2 separate regions of the Mus musculus genome follow, and region 2 is linked to region 1. The links are chromatin contacts, called in public Hi-C maps. All regions are on one chromosome and are shown on one strand. Each heading gives the region's core, a stretch centred on a gene start, on an enhancer-like site or on the middle of the called end of the contact. The rest is flanking DNA. Distances are from core to core; before and after follow the strand shown.

Region 1 (4,298 bases), core at 1,021-3,520:
ACATGGACTAATTTATTTATCAAAACTAGCGACTGTCCACAATATTATGCTGCCCTCTTAAGCAGTCTGCTGTAGATGTTTTATACTTACGCATGTTCACAATCCCTACTTAAGCCCCCAGATGGATATGTTTTATAATTAAGTTTGAAAAGTAGATAATAATCTATGGGGGATGCAGCCTGTAGATAACACTAATATTTTCAGAGCAAGCCATATAGTTTTCTATAGGGCAGAGAGAGAGAGACAGAGACAGAGACAGAGACAGAGAGACAGAGAAATAAGTTTACTTTGGTTCTGATCTGGTTTTGATGATAAATCAGTTACAAAAAGAATCATTTTCAAAATTGTTTTACACTTGAGAATTGAAGATAAGAGATTATGGACTTGTAAGAATTTCACAAAATTCTGTGTACACAATGACAGTAGAACTGGGGGCTGACTTTATAACTTTAACTTTGCAAAAGGTTAAGGACAATAATCAGATGTTACTTGTCGCATTTGACCAAGCATAAAAAGGATGTTTTCCACTTAAAAATTTTGTGCCATTTCAACATTAAAAATTTTTTTAAGATTTTTTTTATTATTTTAAAATTATGTAAATATGGGGGGGGCAGACTGTGCACATGATTGCACAAGAGGGTGCTGGATCTCCCTGGAGCTGGGATTACAAGTACTTGTGAGCTGCCCTACATGGGTGCTGGGAGTTGAACTGGTCCTCTGTAAGAGCAGTACATGTTTTTTTTTTGTTTTTTGTTGCTTTTTGTTTTTTAAGAATTATTTATTTTATGGATGCAAGTACACTGTAGCTGTCCTCAAACACACCAGAAGAGGGCATCAGATCCTGTTACAGAAGGTTGTGAGCCATCATGTGGTTGCTGGGAATTGAACTCAGGACCTCTGGGAAAACAGTCAGTGCTCTTAACCGCTGAGCCATCTCTCCAGCCCGTAGCATATGTTCTTAACTGATGCTGGATAGACAGCCCAGAGGTGCTGGCAGGGGACCCAGACTTGATTCCTAGCACCTACATGGTGGCTTACAATCATTCATAATTCCAGGAGATTCAATGATCTTTTCCTTTTTCAACATAATATTTTTATTGATTATTTAGAATTTGTATATAATGTACCGGATTATATACTTTCCAGACTTCCCAGGTCCATCCCCCCCACCCCCCCCTCTCATGACCGCCTCCAAAACAAAAGCAGAAAAAGAAAAAAAAGAAAAGAAATAAGAAAAAATTCCAAGTCCAATTTAAGTTCCCTATATACTTACTAAAGCATGGTCAAACTTGCAGTGGCCAGCCCCTTAAAGAAAACTGAGTCCTCCCTTACGCCTACTTTCACCAGCAGCCAACTGCTGTGAAGAGCTGCACTTCAGTAGTGCCCCTAACACAATGGTTTCCTTCGACAACCTCTCCTTACATCCAAGGGCACCAGGCATGAATGTGGTACATAGATACACATGCAGGCAAAACATCCATTCACATAAAATAAATGTAAAATTAAGAAAAATTTACATTACATTTATTTATGTAATTAATTTATGGAACTGGGGAAGGGGTTAGAAGACAACATTACAGAGCTGGTACTCTTCTACCCCTATGTGGGTCCTGAGGACTGAATTTAGGCAAGCACCTTTACCTGCTGCGTTATCTCACCAACCCATTTTTCCACCTCTCCCTACTTGAGGCAAAGACCTTTAATAGATATTGTATTTTACAAATACTGGAGAATCATGCTCTACTGCCTGAACTGGACGCATGCTGGCACCACGATTCTGCAGACTCTTTTGCAATTCAACCTGTAATGAAGGAACCTTTCAACCTATCTTTACTGAACATAATTAATTTAAAGAGATTACCTTTATTAATCTACAATATTGTAGAAATGCAGGTTAGTAGTAGTGCATTTATTTGCCTAATATTCATGAGATGCTGGCTCTATCTCTCTGTCTCTCTGTGTGTGTATGTGTATATGTGTTATCTTGTACATCACACAATAACAGTGCTTGTTATTCTTTTGAAGCTAAGTCGTACAGAAAAGAATGGCTTAGATGTGAATACCAGATCAGTCTGTAGAAACATCAAGAGCTACCTGTGAGAGAAGATCAGCTCTAAGACATCAGTATCTGATTTTATATTTCTTTCTCCATCATATGCCAGATAATGTGAAAGGCTTCCAATTCATTCAGTTATTACAGTTGGTAACCACTTTGACAACGAATACAGACAATGAATTAACCTTTGCCAGCAGAGGGCAATGGAGACACACCACAGGGGAGCCGGGTAGGTTGTTTGTTTGTTTTGCTTTCTGGTCCCAGAGTGCAATCTGTCTTGCTATTGCTGTATGGGTATTTGAGGACATCTGGTGGCACACTGCTATGCCACATGCCAAGAATGAACAGTCAACTGATGATACCTCTTATGGTCCTAAAACAATGTATATTCAGACCTCACACCACAGTGATATTCAACAAATCCTGTGGGTCTGTTCACCAGCCACAGAAAACATGGGCCTTGGACTTTGCCTTCTGTTAGATCAGTGACGAAGGACCAGCTCTGGTCTCCAGGCAACATACTGACAAGTAACCTACTGGTCTTCTTCATATTTTATGAATGGAATTTCTTCAGTGAGGTATTCACTACAGCTCTGGGTATGGGCTCTCACTTAAATGTTTGTGCTTCATTGAGTATCCTTCAGAGTTTATTTCTTTACAGCCTATTTTCTAATACAGTTTAGTAATAATTCATATTACATTCCTCTGCCTAAATTACGTTATGGTTTCTGTTGCCTAGCTGAACCTCAACTGAAAGGTAAAGAGATTTGAGCAGTCAAACTAAATTCCTATCAAGTTGGCTTACAACAGTCTCCTGGAAAACACTTTCTCCAGGTAATGGTGGATTGTAATGTGGAATATTTTCTTGCTTTATTTATAGAAACACCATGGGAAGTAAAAAATAAATTACACATTTTTCTCTCCTCCCCTGGACTTTAAAAGACAGGGCTCATTTTCCTTCCACTCCTATTTCCTGCTTGTAAATGCTCTATGGCCAATCTTTTCAGTTTTGAGTTCTCTACAAGACTGGTTGATATATCATACTTTTTAGTAATGAAATCAATTGGCAGAAAGACCATTTCTTTTAACTGGATCAAGAAATAAGACGCAGGGGCCGGTAATCCAGTCATGGCAATGCTTGTCTAGCATGCACAAGGCCTCTGCATTCAATCATTAACAGAAAAAAATAAATGAAAAAAAAAGTTTTTCTTTAAGCACTCTTTGCATGTGATATGTGTAAAACATGTGCACGTCAGAGGTTGATATCAAGTGTCTTCCTCAGTTGCTTTCCATTTCATTTAAAAGATAGGGTCTCTCCTTGGTAATCACCACTTTGGCTACACTGGCTGACCATTGACCTCCAGAGACTTGTTTGCACTACTCCCTTCTTCATAGCTGAAGTTACAGGTGTGCACTGTTGCAACTGGCTTTTATGTAAGTGATAGGGGTTTCAATTCGATACTCATGCTTACCTGGCTGAGCTAACTTCCATTCAGCATTATCTTAGTCAGTGTTCTATTGCTGAAGAGTCACTATGATGACCACAGCAACTCATATAAAGAAAAACAATTGAGGCTAGTTTACAGTTTCAGGGGTTTAGTCTATTATCAGCATGGTGGGAAGCCTGGCAGCATACAGGCAGACACGGTGCTGGAGAAGGAGCTAAGAGGTCTATATATTTCCTCCAACAAGGTCACATCTATTCCAACAAAGCCAAACCTCCTAATCCTTTCAAATAATGCCACTCCCTAAACATTTAAGTATATGAATTGATAGGAGCCACTATTATTCAAACCACTGAAAGCATGCACGTCCATCCATCTATCATTTGTTTGGTTTTTCAAGATAGGGTTTCTCTGTGTAGCCCTGGCTGTCCTGTAACTCGTTCATGTTTTGTAGACCAGGCTGTCTCCAAACTCAAGATCTTGAGGGTTGGGATTAAAGGAGCATGCCATCATCCCTGTCCTCCATCCAGCATTTTAAGATAAAATATATATTTTTGTCCCCAATGATTCCAAGAGATGGATATGTGATAGCAGGTTTTTTTTCAAGAATTATCTATTTTATGTATATGAGTCATAAGTCCACTGTAGCTGTCTTCAGACACACCAGAAGAGGGCATCAGATCCCATTACAGATAGATGGTTGTGAGCCACCATGTAAGGTTGCTGGGATTTGAACTCAGCACCTTTGGAAGAGCAGTCGGTGCTCTTACCCACTGAGCCATCTCTCCAGCCCTGAT
Region 2 (4,298 bases), core at 918-3,417, 140 kb after region 1:
ACAAACACCTGGCAATGGGCTTCATCAGTGGGCACACACATGTGTTCAAGGAACAGTCAAAACATTGGCAGACACACGGGTTCAAGGAGTGGCCAGAGCACTGTGCACCTCTATTTTTCTAAATCAGTGAAGCTAGTTCTGCTAACACTGACATCTATCTTGCCAATTTCAGGGCTTCTGTGACCTTTTACATTCTGTCAGGATCTTTCACTTCCTTCCTTCCTTCCTTCCTTCCTTCCTTCCTTCCTTCCTTCCTTCCTTCCTCCCTTTCTTTCTTTCCTTTCTTTTTTTTTAAGTTTTATTTATTATGTATACAATGTTCTGCCTTCACAGCCAGAAGAGAGCACCAGACCTCATTATAGATGGTTATGAGCAACCATGTAGTTGCTGGAAATTGAACTCAGGACCTCTAGAAGAGCGGCTAGTGCTCTTACCCGCTGAGCCATCTCTCTAGCCCCTTTCTTTCCTTTCAAGACATGGTTTCTCTGTGCAGTCCTGGCTGTAAAAAAGTGAAACATAAAAAACAAAAAATTCTAGGCCTTTAGGTCCAGGCTTGAGAATGTGACCTTTGTGACTCAATGCTACAAGGCATGCTAATCATAAAACAGATAGTGACATTCCTCCACCCACCTGCCTCCAGGGTTTAGGGAGTGTTCGTTCAAAAAAGTCACCCTGACCCACCCTGACCCACCCTGACTGTGCTATTGTTAGAGGCTCCTAGAAAACTGTCTTGGCTTTCCCTTCCTCATGACTCTTAACTGGTATTTTTGGTATTTTCCAACAACGCCCTCCCCACCCTCTTGAGTTGTGGTTTTTTCCTTTAAATACCCCCTTACCCAGCTACTCAGGGTGCCACGGTCCTCTCCCCCTGCATGGTGTATGACTGTGGGCTCGAGAGCGCTCTTGAAATAAAAGTCCTCTTGCAATTTTCATCAAGACCGCTTCTTGTGAGTGATTTGGGGTGTCGCCTCTCCTGAGTCAGAACGTGGGGGAGTCCTCACGTTGTGGGTCTTTCAGCTGTCCTGGAACTCACTCTGTAGATGAGGCTGGCCTCGAACTCAGAAATTCGCCTGCTTCTGCCTCCCGAGTGCTGGGATTAAGGAGTGTGCCACCTCTGCCTGGTTTTAAGATTCTTTCTTTATGGGTTTGCTGAAGAAAACTTGTGGCTTTTAAATGCTATTTTTCATAGTACAAAATGCTTTTTTTTTTTCAGAGTAATTTATTGGTTCTATGTCTTAACTTCCTTTCTAATGACTTAAATGTTGAGACCATGCTAAAACTCAAAGTGAGCCTTAGCTACTGGGAGACCCCCCAAATGAGACTGGAGAACAAAGTTTGATGAAAAAACAAGAGGTTTATTTTTCTAGTGTGCTGGGGTGGTCCTGCACCCAGAGGAAAGGTGACCCCTTTTTTTCGTTCATAAGTCTTTTATATAGTTTTTGAGTGCAGATTATAACAACAGTAACTAGGCACGTAATGATTGGTGGTTCTGGTGACCTTTACATTAATTGGCTGGGCATGGAGGGGGACTCAGGGACCTTTTGTAAGGCCCTGTGGGAAGTTCTAAGACAAGTTGGGGCTCTCTCAACCAATTACAGCCTTCTCTTCAATATGCTCCTCAGTACACACTTTTTGTTTTTGTGATAGTGAAGTTTGATTTTAGGGCACAACCACATACTAACACCATTTTATTAAATATTGAGACCACAGGACTGGGTTGGGTGCTGAGGCTTCAGTGGTCCACACTTCCATTAGACAAGTAAAAGCATGATTAGAACTAGTACCTAGGGGCTGGCGAGATGGCTCAGTGGTTAAGAGCGCCGACTGTTCTTCCGAAGGTCCCAAGTTCAAATCCCAGCAACCACATGGTGGCTCACAACCATCCATAATGAAATCTGATGCCCTCTTCTGGAGTATCTGAGGACAGCTACAGTGTACTTACATATAATAAATAAGTCTTTAAAAAAAAAAAAAAAAAAAGGAACTAGTCCCTAGAGGAGTGAATTCAATGGGAGCTCCCAGAGAGAGACTAAGCCAACAACTGTAGAGCACACAGGGTATATATACATTCAGCCACAAAGATTGGTTCCTCACTGGTAAGAAGACTGAGCTAGGCAGACTCCATGACAGGCTCCAAACGGGCAGTTTGAGAGGTCAGATCTAGTTCGTTTCTGAGAACTGGGCAACTACGGGCAAAGTCTGGGCGAGTCAGTTACTGGAAAAGCCACACCCTACAAGCAGCTTCCTCTTCATTTATCTGGTTTGTTGCCAAAACAAACAGGATGAGTCAGCAACACTTGCTAGGCTCCTGAAGAAAGTCCCTGAAGCTCTAGCCAATCTCAGAAACATCATAACCCTAAGAAAAGAGCAAACCAATCAGGATAAAGGCCACCTACTTCTCCCTGGAATTCCCCTAATCAGCTTTAAATTGAGCCTGTGAAGCTCAAGTCTTTTGTCTTCCACCCTAGTAAATGGTAGACTCCTGCTTCCTGGCTTTGTGCAGAATAAATGCTCTTTGCTTTTGCATACTATTTGGGTCTGGGGTATCATACTTCAGAGAATCATGGGCCCTTACATTATAGCACATGGCCAGGGGACTCATTTTGAAACTATTTACATGTGGATTAAGTTTTGATGGGGATTTATGGGAAAGAAGCTTCCATAAATTTTTTGAAACTGGAATTTAGTTTTGCTGATTCTGGATGTATTCAGCCTTATAATGGGTACAAACAGAGTAGAAAAAGCCTGGACTCTGACAGACCTTTTTATTTGAGAAAGTGCTTCTTCTATTCAGTCTCACTCTGAGAAGAGAACAGTAGCTCAAGGACATAGCTATATTTCCAAGTATAGTAGTAGATAATAATAGTGGAACTATTATTTTTGAAGCATGTTGGTGGCAAACATAGTAAATCTTTGCATGATTTCATGAATTCTTAAATGAGTCTAGGGTATAATGCTATTTTACAGATCATAGTTGAACACTTTCCCAAACAGAGAGATCTGGCATAATCTCCAGACCACACTCTTTCTATTCTATTGGGAGAATGAGAGATGCTAAGGTATTGTAGTTCATCAAAATACCCTTACTCACAAGGACCAAAGAGACCTCCATTGCTATAACCACATGAGGATTTTTATTATTCCAACATGTTGAGGACTCCCCTCTCAGCACACAGGTCAGAGGAGAGACCCAGAACAAAGAAAGAACACACTTTTTATACCTTTGTAAGGGCCGGATATAGGCACCAGGGTAGTTTGGTTTATTTTAATTGGTGTAGTCAATAACCTTTTTAGACATTGGTTGGTTTGTAGAGGGTGACTCTCATTTTGTCTGTCCTTGAGGTTTTTAGTGTGAGGTGGGGCAGGGGAATTGTTAATCTTGTTTTGGAAGCTTAGTAATTTTGACCGTTAAAACTATGTTTCTATATTTGTTTAGTCAGCCAGCTTCCTTCTCTGGCTCTGCACTTGGCCTGTTAATACAGTTTGGAAAGTCCTTTTTGAAGGGGGAAGGTACTAGGTGGTCTTAAATTCATTTTGGATATTATAGTATATGCAAGATCAGCAATATAATCTGGGAAGCTCTCTTTGTAAATCATATTGAATCCATGGTGGTGCATGCCTTTAATCCCATCATTCAGAATGCAAGGGCAGGCAGATCTGAGTTTCAGCCCAGCCTCGTTTACATAGCAAGTTTTAGAACATCAAGGACTACATAGAAAACCCCAAAACAAACAAACAAACAAGCTGAATATTGCATTTCATAGTGGTTACAGGACATTAAAACAAAGAACAGCAAGACCTGAGACCATACATGCCACCCATCTGTGAAACCAGCTTAATATTCCAGTGATAAATTTGTACCAGCTGTTTGAGATTTAACTTTAATTTTTTAAAGATTTACTTACTTATTATATGTAAGTACACTGTAGCTGTCCTCAGACACTCCAGAAGGAGGAGTCAGATCTCATTACAGATGGTTGTGAGCCACCATGTGGTTGCTGGGATTTGAACTCGGGACCTTCAGAAGAGCAGTCAGTGCTCTTAACTGCTGAGCCATCTCTCCAGCCCGAGATTTGACTTTTGTCAAAATAAAATTCAGATGAATGTGAAAAAAAGGAAACATTTTTGTTGTTGTTGTTTCTGATTATTTTATTTTATTTTATTTTATTTATCTTAATTTTATTTTTTGAGACAGGGTTTCTCTGTGTAACCTTGGCTGTCCTGGAACTCACTTTATAGACCAGGCTGTCCTCGAACTCACAGAGATCCACTTGTCTCTGCCTCCTTCCTGAGTACTG

The links. Hi-C and Micro-C count contacts between places; a contact is called where the count stands out from the background.
Region 2: a Hi-C map of liver shows a contact between it and region 1, with 2.1 times the contacts expected there. The contact joins two enhancer-like sites. A contact is called at or near these places in 1 of 484 Hi-C or Micro-C datasets (liver) and 2 of 9 other capture datasets (adipose tissue and pancreatic islet).

Annotation. Positions count from the first base shown.
Region 1 is chr6:149,055,756-149,060,053 of GRCm38.p6, forward strand. All of the region lies in intron 3 of Dennd5b (DENN/MADD domain containing 5B), which reads right to left. Among named protein-coding and RNA genes, the nearest start is that of Gm23462, 16 kb to the right of the region's middle. Within about 2 kb of position 2,271, at least 23 of the 459 cell types and tissues checked have an H3K27ac peak or open chromatin away from gene starts, as enhancers often do. A contact at or near this core is called in adipose tissue and liver, where this site is marked.
Region 2 is chr6:149,191,449-149,195,746 of GRCm38.p6, forward strand. No RefSeq gene overlaps it. Among named protein-coding and RNA genes, the nearest start is that of Amn1, 4.9 kb to the left of the region's middle. Within about 2 kb of position 2,168, at least 222 of the 459 cell types and tissues checked have an H3K27ac peak or open chromatin away from gene starts, as enhancers often do. A contact at or near this core is called in adipose tissue and liver, where this site is marked.